2 separate regions of the Mus musculus genome follow, and region 2 is linked to region 1. The links are chromatin contacts, called in public promoter capture Hi-C maps. All regions are on one chromosome and are shown on one strand. The core of a region is the stretch at or near the end of the contact, and the rest is flanking DNA. Distances in the headings are between cores, read along the strand shown. Region 1 holds the start of Lrrc9 (leucine rich repeat containing 9). Region 2 has its middle 38 kb from the start of Six6.

The links. Promoter capture Hi-C pulls out the DNA fragments that hold promoters and counts their contacts.
Region 2: a contact with region 1 is called in a promoter capture Hi-C map of the C10 cell line, with 5 times the contacts expected there. The contact joins the enhancer-like site here to the promoter of Lrrc9 in region 1. A contact is called at or near these places in 15 of 39 promoter capture datasets (the 3T3-L1 cell line, 3T3-L1-derived adipocytes, the C10 cell line and 10 more) and 3 of 115 datasets of contacts at active chromatin or transcription factors (embryonic stem cells, epiblast stem cells and stem cell-derived neural progenitor cells).

What each region holds. Positions count from the first base shown.
Region 1 is chr12:72,438,504-72,444,994 of GRCm38.p6, forward strand. It overlaps Lrrc9 (leucine rich repeat containing 9), which reads left to right and starts at 3,363. Exons shown (of 32, transcript NM_001142728.1): 1 at 3,363-3,665.
Region 2 is chr12:72,974,967-72,981,457 of GRCm38.p6, forward strand. No RefSeq gene overlaps it. Among named protein-coding and RNA genes, the nearest start is that of Six6, 38 kb to the left of the region's middle. Within about 2 kb of position 3,120, at least 8 of the 459 cell types and tissues checked have an H3K27ac peak or open chromatin away from gene starts, as enhancers often do.

The DNA of each region.
Region 1 (6,491 bases), core at 2,113-4,612:
GATAACATAAGATGTGAGCTAAAACAAGAACTAACACATCTGAATAGGGCAAAACAAACTAACAGAAGGAAAAGAACCCAAGAGAAAGCACAGATACAGATGCAGAGACCCCCACTCGTTCACACATTAAGGAATCCCATAAAAACACTAAACTACAAGCCATAATGTGGATGAGAAGAACCGGTAGAGCAAAATAACAACAATAATAGCAATAGTAAAATAATAATAATAATTAATAATATTAAAAGCAAAATGGGGGGGGGAGGTAGAAAAGGCCCTGACACAGCATTCTGAGACAAGGAACTTCCCAAGATGTCACTGAGTTCATTTTCTGTTGATCATCTACCGCTGGGCGCGCAGCCTACCTTGAAGAGTAGTTTGTTTCCACAGCGAGACTCCCTTGAAGAAAACTAAATTCTCACTGGCAAATGATAACTATTAGAGATTGCTTTGGGGTTAGAGACGGGAACATATGTCCACTTCTCTCAGCTCTGCTAGTGAGTTCACTTCCATTTACAGACACATAAAAAAATGTATCATCTGTCAACCTCAAATGATGAATAATCAATGAGATTAGTGAAAGCTGGTCGCACCTTTCCGCTTTAAGCAACATCTGGAAAATTGAAACAAACAGTCTTAACAGATTACTTTGGACAAAGGATTTAATTTGGCAAACCACCAAAGGTTTTTCCTCTGAGCCTGTAAAGGATGCTAACACAAGTCCTGCTGCCAAAGTCAATGAGCTTTTCCTAGAGAAAAAGAGCACTCTTCCCGTCATGGGTGGGTATGAGTCTCCAGTCTGCTTTCTTATACAATCCATAAGGGGGAACTGCCCACAATGCCCTGGGCCCTCCCACATCAATCGTTCATAAGAAGATGCTCAATAGAAAAACTGCTTGCTGTGCAAATGTGAGGACTGGACTTCAAGGCTCAGAACCCAAATAAAAACTTGGTTAGGTCGTGAGTGCTTGCCTGTAATCCCAGCTGGGGAGGGAGGAAAGAGTAGATGTCTGAACCCCACTGGTCAGACAGACAGGCAGACAGACAGACAGACTACCGTAATAGCAGGAGCACTGGCTTCAGCGAGACCCTGTCTCAGGAAACAAGATGGAAGGCTCCTGAAGAATCGTTAGAGTTGGCCTCATCGTATGCGAGCTCTCACATAATCTGTTTTTATATAAAAAGTACAGAGTGCATATTAACACTACCTCTTGCAGGGGAAATCACAACAGATTCGTATACTTCAAAACTAAATAGTGTATTCTGATAACCTCTGTACTCCCATCCCCGAACACTGCATTCTTCCTGTTCTGGTTTGTTTCTAATACTATGATAAGGATCATGACCAAAAAGCAATTTAGATAGCAAAGGGTTTATTTCATCTTATGACTCGATCAGCAAAGAAGAGTCAGGCTGGAAAATCAGAAAAAAAAAAAGGGGGGGGGGTGGAGGGAACCTGTGGGCAGGGCAGGGGCTGAAGCAGATCCATGGAGAAACTCTGTCTACTGGCTCCCTCTCCCTCCATGGCTTTCTGTCTTCTTATACAATCCAGAAACACCTGCCCAAAGGTGGAATTACCGACAGTGGCCTGGGTCCTCCCACATCAATTGTTAATAAGAAGATGCAATACAGGCTTGCCTTCAGGCCAATCTGATGGAGGCATTTGCTCAATTAAGGTTTGGATCAAATCGACAAAACAAGCAAACAAAAAAGATGATTCAAACAAAAAACTAAACCAGCAAACCCCAAAGTGAGAATTTTAATCTAACTGATCTATGATGGAAATTTCTTTAAAGTTTACAAATTGAAACTATCCTCCTATTTAATCTTTATATTCTAAACAAAGGCTTCTTCAAGCATAGGTTATCTTGTTCAACTAGATTTTCAGCGAGATAGTAAAAATAAAACCGGAATCAGATTTCAAACAGACAGACAAAACAAAAAAACAAGCAAGCCAAAAACAAACAAACAAACAAAAAACAAACAAACCTGGCATCGCTTTTACCATAAGCCACAAATAGTTTAATCGGCTTACTTTTGATCTGTTGCTGACAGGAAGGAACAGTGTTCAGTGAAATGAAAATAGAGAGGGAGAATTAATTCACTTCTTCAGTGAATGTGTTTACAGACAGCAAACTCATCGGATGCATCCAACTCTTAAGTTATTAAATAGAAATATTTAGCCGGGCGTGGTGACACATGCTTTTAATCCCAGCACTTGGGAGGCAGAGACAGGCGAATTTCTGAGTTCGAGGCCAGCTTGGTCTACAAAGTGAGTTCCAGGACAGCCAGGGCTACACAGAGAAACTCAAAAAAACAAACAAACAAACAAACAAAAATATAAACAAAAAATAAGAAAGAAAGAAAAACGAAATATTTATAATGTTTAGATTTTCTTGAGAAAGCAATTGAAAGCTAGGCTGAGTGAAGCAGCAGATGCTAGTTTGCAAGAGGACCCGAAGGTCATAAATACTAACACATCCCCACTGAATTATAAAAATGAGTGCAGTGCTGTCAAGAGTTTTGTCAATTTGATACAAAACTAGACACAACGACAGAATCTCAACTGAGGAACTGCCCCTATCAGATTGTCCTGAGAGCATATCTTTTTTTTTTTTTTTTTTTTTTTGATTAATGACTGATAGGAGAGAGCCCAGCCCACTGTGGACAGTGCCTCTCCTGAGCAGGTCGTCCTGGCTTGTATAAGAGAGCCACCTGAACCCCATAGTATTTCTCCACTGCTCCTAGCTGGGCTGACTCCCCTGCTGAAGGACTGTGATCTGATCATATAAAGCCAAATAAACCCTCATCTCAAGTTGCGTCCGGTCATGGTGTTTATTTCTTGCAATAGACAGCAAACAACGACATGCCCGGTCCAAAATAACCTAATGCAAGCCTCCCAAGCAATTATAAATTGTCCTGGTAGCCAGATTTTCAACGTAACAAACAAAACATAACCTTATTTAACTCAGTGCACCCCAAAATAGTTTAACATGTGATCGATACAAAAATCATTAACAAAGTCGTTTCCATTGCATCTCTGCATACCAAGCGTTTAAGTTTTGGTCTATTTTCCTATATACGTCAGTTCAGACTACCGCTTTTAAAGGGCACATACGCGGCTGTGGCTAGTGGCTAACTCTAGTAGACGTTGTGGTTGATTTGGTTTGTTTTATAAGTTCATTGCTTTCTCAGCCAGTCTCCCCCTGTCCTCTTAACTTGTATTCTATCTTGTAAATTATTGCCTCCTGAGAATTTTGGCAAATTAAGACACTCGAAAGCCTGCCTGAGAACTCCTAAAAGACCAGTGGGGGTCGATTGCTTGGAGACGTTCCTGGGCGCGCGGTCTGGCGCTTGCCCTTGGGGGCTCACCGGGCTCTTGGTGGCCTCAGCTGCGCAGCAGCTGGGACCGAGGCCATCAGCGGCGGAAGGGGAACCGTCTTATGACCTCACTGCTCCACGCCATGCTGGGGATCAAGACCAGTTAGTACTGCTGACTTCGAGGCTCCAGGTGTCAAAAACTTTAACTGTGAAAATGCCAGGACCAGGTCCCCACCGCCTAGCCCACAAACTGTCACTGTCCTCGGAAGGAAACAAAGTGAACACCCAAGACTAAGAACTAGGCAGCGACCGGCTGCCACCGCTCCGCGGGAGTCTTAACAAAGGTGGGAGGGGAGGTCTTCCGGAAGGGGGCGGGGGAGGGTCTTCCCTGCTTAAGTTAATTGGTTGTAGTTTGCTACCACGTGATGCAGGCAAGGATGGGCGGCTGATTTCCCCGTCCTCGCCATCCCCTTCCTGACCCAGAGGTCAAGGGAGGCGGAGAGAGGGTTTCCTAGACAACCGCAGTGGGCGGTCAGTACACAGCAGGCCCGGGGCTGGTGTCAGCTGCAGGAAGGGATTTGGGAGGTCGGAGTGCACTCTGACCTGCCTAGGACAGCCCTGGAATCCATCCTCTCTCTGGAATAAGGTACTGAGTATCGGTCTTCTGGTTGCCTCTAGGTGTCCCTCCCCTGTAGGAAGGACTAGGGAGTCACATGGAGGAAATCTCCCAGCAGCACACAGGTCAGGGGACCTATGTGATGGTGCAGTGGGGGTTATAGTAATATTGTGATGGTAGTTATAATAATAAAAAATAATAGTGATACTTCAGAGAAGGATCCTAGGAAAAAGGAAAAAATGATGTGCCCTAGGCTCGGGCAACTACTGGACTGAAAGACTCAAGGGATACTGATCATCTAGAAATAGGAGGGCCTTTATGTGAACCACCAGGGAGAACTGTTGGGTTCTGGCTCCTTTATACTCAAGGGAGAAAACAGTTGGACCACCTAGGGCTTCTGTTGGGCAGAAAGGTGATAGTTTCTTAGATTAAATGCTCACTCAGCTTTGCTGGCAGACAGTTCTTTACGGACCAGTTAGTACTGTGTTACAAATTGCCATGCAGAACAGTGTTTACAGTCATGTTGGGTAGGATGTGTGTGGTATGACAGTTCATTGGAACCATTTGATAAGTTATGTCGTGTCAGCCGTAGTTCCTGTCCTCGGTGAACATGTTAGGAGGAAGGACCTGCAAGTATCACAATACAATGTGACAGACAGTAGCCATGCAGAGGACATGTGCTAACCTTACCCAGTCACATGAAAGAGAATGTTTACAATAAGACCAAAGAGGATGCAAGTCTTCGAAGAAGACTCAAGGCACTCTTTAAGGATATATGGAGTATAGAGTCAAGGACAGAAGATATTTCAAGGAGAGGAAGAAGTATGTGCTGAAGTACAGCCATGCTAGCTATCATAGGACTAGAGTTGTAGCCGGTACTGGAATGTTGAGTGGCTGTTTTGGTTGACCAGGGGCTTAAGAGATTGGCATGAGTCTGAAAATGGTGATTATAAACAATTTCCAAGAGGAGTAGCATAAACAAATATACCCCCGCAAGAGTCTAGCTGCTCCCATGGATTAGAGAATGGGGTAGGTAGTGAGACAAGAGGGGCCACGATGGCAGAGAGTGGAGAGGAAGCATAAGAATTGTGTGTGTGTGTGTGTGTGTGTGTGTGTGTGTGTGTGTGTGTGTGTGTTGGGATGGAGAAGGGATGGGTGGTGGTGTCCTTTAGCACAAGAAGGCATTCATTAAGGGGAAACAACATTGGTTGGAAATACGAGCTCAGCTTGGGACAGGCATACTGTATTTGAGATGCCTGTGACATGTTCACGTGGGCTTTTGAGTTTATTGCATAGGAAAGAGGACACGAAAGATGAGTGGCTTTTACAAAGAAGGAAGCTGTTAGTGCAAAATAACAAGTAGAGGACTAGGGAGACAGTTTAGACGGTGAAGCGCTTTCCTTGCAAGCAAGAGGACCTGCGTTCCATCCCAGAACCCATGTAAATAAAACATGGCGTGTAATCCCCGTGCTTGGGAGGCAAGCCAATTCCTGGAGCTCCTTGGTCAGCGAAGCTAGCCCACCAGGTGAGTTCCCATCAAGATGAGAGACACCGTCTCAAAAGGAAATCGAGGTGGATGGCACCTGTGGGATGGCCCCTGAGATTATCCTCTGACCTCCACACTTAGATTCACACAGCAGCGTTTATTCTTGCATGTGCATACACAGAGTGGGAGGGAAGGAGAGGGAGGGGTAGGGGATAGAGAGAAACCAAGGAGAAAACTTGAGAATAATCAGTATCGCTCAATGCTATCAGCATTGCTCAAAGTCACATCAAGGTCAAGTTGAGGCGGAAACGGGTCCACTGTCTTTGGCAATCTGGAGTTATTGACTGTTGTTGGACTTATTTAACCAGAAGTAGACGCTGTGATGGCTTGAAGGGTTTTCTTTCACATTACACTGGGTTGAGGACTGCATGGAGTAAATTATTGTTGCTGATGATTGTCTAGAAAGTTCTTTGTGAAAGTGTGAAACGTAGCTATTCAGGGTTTTTTTTTTTTTAATGCAATATAGAAAGGACTTTTCTAAATAGGGAAACCTGTGCTTACACACAGAGGAAAGGAGACCCTATGGGAAGAAAGATGGACTGGCAGAGCAGTCTCTAACAGAGGTAGACACGGTGGACCCGTGCACAGAAAAGCTGATTCATTTCAGTCAAAACGAAGTCTTTATTTATTCATTGTATGTGATACGTGTGCACATGTGTGTGGGGGCATGCTCACTCAAGGATGTATGGATATATATAAGAGACTGCTAATATGGAGTGTCTTCCTCAATTCCTCTCTTACCAATTCAGCCAAATTGCTGGACCCGGCAAGCCTTCCCCATCTTGCACACCCAAACCCAACAACTCCTTGAGCTCTTTCTGTCTCCACTCGCAGGCCTGGATTGCAGGTGTCCAGCGTTTCCATGGGTGCTGCGAACCTAAACTGAAATCCTCACTCTTGCACAGCAAACACAAGCAAGCACTTCATCCATTAAGCCAACTCCCTCAGCCCCCAAATGAACATTTCTACTGAGCCAAAAGTCCTAAGGGGGTGGGGCGGGCGATGTGT
Region 2 (6,491 bases), core at 1,870-4,369, 540 kb after region 1:
CTCAGGTTACTAGGACTTCAAGCAAGCACCTGTACTCACTAAACACTAATATAAAAGAAACTCATTGACTCAAGACTTTAAACGTTTCTTTAATAAGTCCCGTGTAAGTTGGGGATTAACAGATTCATTTAATTTTTCATAATTCTGTCTTGAGCTCATGGATATGCCAAGTAATAACTTGTAAACTTCAGCAGAAACTGAACACTTAAATTAATATTTAATTTGAGCTCAGAATATGTAAATGCTAATTTATACAGCCCTAAGTCTTACTGAATAGCTGTCTTTATAATGCCAGCTGAATCCTACAATATACAATGCAAAGCAATTGAACACATTAATATTTAACTATTAAGAAGTATGTATTATGTCCACATATTAGCATCATACAAGTCAAGCCTGGTGGTATGATTTTACAATCCTAGCTACTCGGGAAAGTGAGCAAGTTCTAGGACAGTCTAGGCAAATTTGTAACATTCTGTGTCAAAACAAAAAAAGGGGTTAGGGATCTAGCAGGTATGAGATGCTAGGCTCAATACCCATTATCACTCTAAAAAGTCACATATGAATCAATCATACTTACAATTTACTATGTAATAAGAATATATTGCATGGACTTTATGTACTATAATATACCTAAATAATCATGAGCAATCTGCTTAAAAACAAACACTATCATGAGATATTAAGTGACAGTTTTTATGACTTTGGAAGTGAAGAGGTTAGAAGGAGGTGAACACTGAACCCCATGTTCATGCCACTATCCCAAAACAGTATCTTAAAAAACACCTGTTTTAATTTTCTTAGATTTTAGACCGTATAGGTCAGTCTGTCTGTTCGTCCTCCGAGGCCATTCCAAACTTTGAAAGCTAAAACGACCACTGACAGACTAAACTTGCAATTGTGCCCTACTGATCTCACAGTGGATCAGTTAGAAAAGCACACAGAGGCAAAGGCCAGGGCTCGCCTGCCCTGCAAAAGCCAGTTCAAAGCAGCTTCATTTCCAAACGCTGGAGAAACTAAAGCTTTCTAAGGTTAACACCTCACATCCTCTCTGTGTGCCTTAAAGAACTTCGATACATTTTTGTTATCCCTCCTGCTATAAGCTGCCTCCTGCTGGATTCTCTGGAGGAAGAAGATAAAAAAGGGGGCCTTCAGAAAAAGGCAGTGCTCTTCCTGTTCAGGAGGATGTGGGATGTGGCGGAAGTAAGAGGAAAACACACATTCCCGTCCTACCTGGCTGCCGAGCTAACTCATCCTCCCTGGGGCTGCTCCTGGCAATCCTGTGCTCCTGGGCAGCATCCAACGAGCACCCCCTCCCCCAGTAGAAACAACTACCACTTTAAGGAGCTCATGCCCTCCCAACTTGGGTTCTGTTCAAAGTGTTAAAGAGTCCCCAGGTGTACATTTTAACATGGGATCTGCATTTCCCCCGTCCCCTGGTCTTTTGAAACATCCATAAACACCTAATAACTTTTCTTACCAGAAATACTGCTTCGATTGTATTTTAAAAAGAAAAAAGAAAGAAAGAAAGAAAAAAAAACCGTAAACTGCAATTCAGCGCCTGAGAACAGCCCCTCCCACCTCCACTCCAGTCTTCCCAACCCCCCTTCGCCTCCCCCAACCCCACCCTCCCATCCCCAGCAAAGGAGATTCCAAAAGTTCGTTAGGCCATCCCAAACCACAAAATAAAAACTCAGGGGATTTAAATAGTAAATACCATATTTTCCAAGAACGCCTGAATACCTTTAAGTAAAAATTATCTATTCCCCCAGTAAGATAGGAGGTGGAACTCCGGAGAGGGAGTTCTTTTCAGTCAGATGTAAATACACGCAAAGCACGGAGAGGGAGAGGGCTAAGAAAACAGCTTTTCAGTTCAAACGCAAAGATAACAGGACGCCAGGATCTTCGGGTGACCGCAGCCCTTACAGCAGAGCAGCAGCACCACCTGGCGTACAAGAAAGCTCTCTGCTCTGTTTTCTTCTGGCTAGGCAGCCTGTCTCCACAGCTCAGAGACACTGTCACAGGGCCCCAGCTGCAAGACAGTCAGTCTCCTCACTGACCCTGTTGTGATCGTTGTGGTCGCTGGCCCACCGATCCTGTTGTGAGTGACTGGTCTCTGGCCCACCTGTTGACAGCAATCTCTTTCGGACAAGAGCCCATCTTCCATCTTGTTATGAGTACCCCAGCCTGCAGCATGGAACTTGGCAAACGATAGAGATTCAGAAATGGCTCACAAATGAAAGATTCGGTTAAATGTTCAGTTGGGGGAAACAAATCACTCCTACTACCAATACCAAATGTTTCCCATCAACTAACTCTGCAGGTTAAATTGTAGACGTTTAGAATTCAGTTAAATCCAAGAAATTAAACAAGCTTTGAGCTATAAAAGTGCACTGAAGTGACTGGAAATGCCAGTGGAAAATACAGTACTCACAACTGGCTTATCTGAAATAAGTAAAAATTCCTTAACTAGGAAACCCAAGTCCTAACATGCAAAGCAATTCATCAGAATTATGGTACAAATTCCCACAAATCACACTTAAATCACATCTGAAATGCTAGGACCAATGCAAGATACTTAAAAATTTGTCTGATAGGGCTGGCGAGATGGCTCAGTGGGTAAGAGCACTGACTGCTCTTCCAAAGGTCCTGTGTTCAAATCCCAGCAACCACATGGTGGCTCACAACCACCCGTAATGAGATCTGACACCCTCTTCTGGTGTGTCTGAAATCAGCTACAGTGTACTTATGTATAATAATAAATAAATCTTTGGGCTAGAGCAAGTAGAGTAGACTAGAAGGAACGGGCTGACCGGAATGAGCAGAGGTCCTAAAAATTCAATTCCCAACAATCACATGAAGGCTCACAACCATCTGTACAGCTACAGTGTACTCACATACATTAAATAAATAAAGAAATAAATAAACAAATAAATAAATCTTTTTTTTTTAAATATGCCTGATAGACTAAATGCATCGCAGCCAATGCATGGGCATCCTTCATCTGTCAACAACCACAGCAGCAAACTTTCAAGAAGGCTTTCAAGAACAGCCTCTCCATCCAAAACTTATGAATTCCAAGGCCAGAGAACAGTATGACTAATTGTAACTAAAATAAAAACCAGCTGCTTGAAGCACGCCAGTAAGCACACATAAAATGCTGAGAGCCGTGCTCTGTGTTGTGTGGGGCTAGAGCAAGGTACAGAATGGTACCTTGGAAGCAGAGGTAAGTTTAAACCAGCTGCAGCCTGTGCCCAGGGAAGACTCTATGCTACTAATGTCTCACTACAAACTGTCAAGGGCGAGAAGAATTCCTGGTGGGATTCCATGGCAGAAGTCACACTGGTCATATCTTTTTCAAGGAACCAACTCCTGAAACAATGTCACCAAAAGGCTGGAAACATGATTTGTCTATTTCCTCATGGATGGAAATTAGTTTTTAGCTGTTTAGTACCCATCATCTATGAATTACATGAGAAAACACACAAAGTGGCCCTTCATGCTTCTAACGTTATTATTGCTTGCTTTCTTTCTTAAATGTGCCAGGTAAATGTTAGAGAACAGATACTTTTGTAACTTCAGGAGAAACATATCAAAACACTAATGTTAAAACTTAAAAGCAAGCCAGGCCTAGTGACACTCACTTTTAATTGCAGTACCTCAAGAGATAGAGCCAGGCAGATCTCTGTGACTTCAAGGACAGCCTGGTCTATATAATAAGTTCCAAGACAGCCAGAACTACATAGAGAGACCCTGTCTTGAAAAAAGAAAGAAAGAAAAAAAACTCATAGATAAAAATTTAAAAGGAACTCTCTGGTAGTTAAATTCTGTTTGGAATTGAGGATGGTTTTTGTTGTTGTTGTTGTTGTTTTAATTCACACACACACACACACATACACACACACACACACACACACACACACAGGCACACACGCACTTACACACAGCCATGCATAGGGACTGTAGCTTCGGTTTACAGAATGTTTGCTTAGCATGCACAAAGCCCTGAGTTCAATCGCCTGAGCCTTATGAGCCAGGCATGGTGGAATACAGCTGAAATCCCAGCACTTAGGAGGTAGAGGCAGGAAGATCTGGAGTCCAAGGCATTGTTCAGTGACATAGGAAGTTTTGGGGCTAGCCTGAACTCAATAGTTATCATAATAGCCAGTCACTCTGAGTGTGGTGGTGGATGCTTGTAATTCCAGTACTTGGGAGGCAGAGGCAGGAGGATCACCACAGGCTCAAAGCAACAAACAAACAAACAAACAAACAAACTATTCATCATGAAACGCCACAGGGAAGGGAAGCTGTGCTTTGTCATTGTCCTGGCAATGTCGGTAATCTGGACCTAAAATGAATGGCACAGTTGTACACACAGCTGTGGGAAGGCTGTGTCTGTTTTCTTTGAATATTTGCAGATTAAGGGCACACAAGAGATGCTTGGGTGCTGTGTGGACATTTGTGCTTGTTATCTTTCACAGCAGCCACACTGAAATAACTATCTGCCCCCAACCCCACCCCAGACAAGGAAATCAAGTCCTGGGGACTCAGATACCTTAGCTACCCGGAGCCAGTACGTATGTCAGGGTGAAGGGTTTTATCTCTAAGACTCTGCTAAGCATGTAATGTGAAAAGGAGACATAAAACAACCCGCAGAATGCAGCTGGAAAGAGAAAATGCTCTATTGAACTCCACCGAGCTAAAGGAGGAGAGAGTCATTTACAAAGTGCTCCAGTTTCATGTCTCCGCAGGTGAGGGGGCACAGTGTCACCACCAACAGGAATAGATAAGACTGATCATGCGGACGAAATAGCAGACCGAGGAACCTAGCTCCTACACAAACCTCTTATACAGAATTGCTCCATCCATGCTCAGCTTCAGAGAATAAGGGCACCCTCTAGCTCCGTGATTTCTAAACATAAACCAGGAGGCTCTAAGAGCATCTGTCCTGAGCTTGCTGTGAGCCAGGCTTTGTCTTGAGAGTCTCTTTACATAAGCACTACTATCTCATTTAATCATAGGCAAGACAGTGCTGAGCTAATATGACAAAGGTCACTTTTCTGGGAAGTCGGAGATTTAGGAAAATAGTTGTGCCAGGGCCCCAAGCAAATCCATGGAATCCGGATCTCTCGAGATAAGGTCAGAGCACTAGTGATTTGGTTGAAGTCTTGCCTGAGTAAAGGCTAGTATGAAGCCAGGCTTGGAAGCAAGGCAATTTCACACACCCCGAGACTCTGGGATGCAGCTGACATCTTTAACCTACTCATCCCCAGATGATTCCTGGGTGGGTCCACCATCACATACGGCAGTGGCTCTCCTCGGGCTTTAGCATCCATCAAAACTTGCTGGGAGCCTGTGTTTCCATGAAGTTACCCATGATGCTTCTAATCCTGACTCGAAGGAACCACGTTTCTGCCATTGGGGGGGGGGGGAAGCTATGTTTAGACATGAATATTAACATAAACAAATGGGGGGGCACTGTTGGGGTAAAACTTTCCTAATGGAATCTGAAGTTTCACAGCTACAGCGGCAGACACTAATAAATCCAGACTTGGAAATCCGAGGCAGTAGAATCCTGATTTTTAAAACCACCCTGGGCTAGAGACCCTATTTTCTAAACTCATTGTTTTAAATTTCAAATAATTTATGCATTGTGACATAACATTCTTGTTTTCCAAGCTGTGAAATATAAAGCCCATATTTAATTCATTTGTCTGTACCAAAAACCTACTAGGCATCTGGCTAGATTTTTGCCCATGGCCTTAATCACCAACCTCGAAACTGTACACTTGTACTTCTGAAAATAAACTGTACACTTCTGAAAAACGTTTACTTGCGAATACCTACATAATGGAGTCCAGGTTACTTTAACAGATCTGTAGTTGAGAAGATAGATGTAGGCCAGGTATATAAAGTTGAGACTCATGTGCATAAGAAAATATAAGTGGTGGGATTAAATGGACTTTTTTAAAGGTTATTTTGGCCCAGGCATGCATTATATGACCTGCTGATCTCTTTGCTTGGAGCCTCTGGTAAGGTTGGCACTTGGCAGAATGACGATACTTATGTCACGGGCCAAAGAGCAAACAAGGGTAAAGAAATGGTCAGAGTCCTACAATCATCTCCACAGGCACACCCCGGAGACCTAAGTGTCGCCAACTGGGCTCCATTCCCAAAGGTCCATCACCTCCCAACACTGTCACCCTTCAGACCAAGCCTGTAAGACAACATCCAAACTCCAGCAGCTCCTTCCAGGAACACGATGGGATTGTAGCTCTCTGCTTTCCTTAAAGCTAAGAATGGCCGTGTAATTTGCTTTGACCAGTGAAGAGTGGCAGAAGACACGTGGGTCCCGGGTGGACATTATTCCAGTTACCAGTGCTCCATTGTCCTGAGAACAAGGACAAGGAGACAAGGAGCAGCAAGTCCCTCTCCTCACTAATTCAAAATCCTAGCACTCTGAGTTAACACCAGCCTGGTGAAGAGATTGA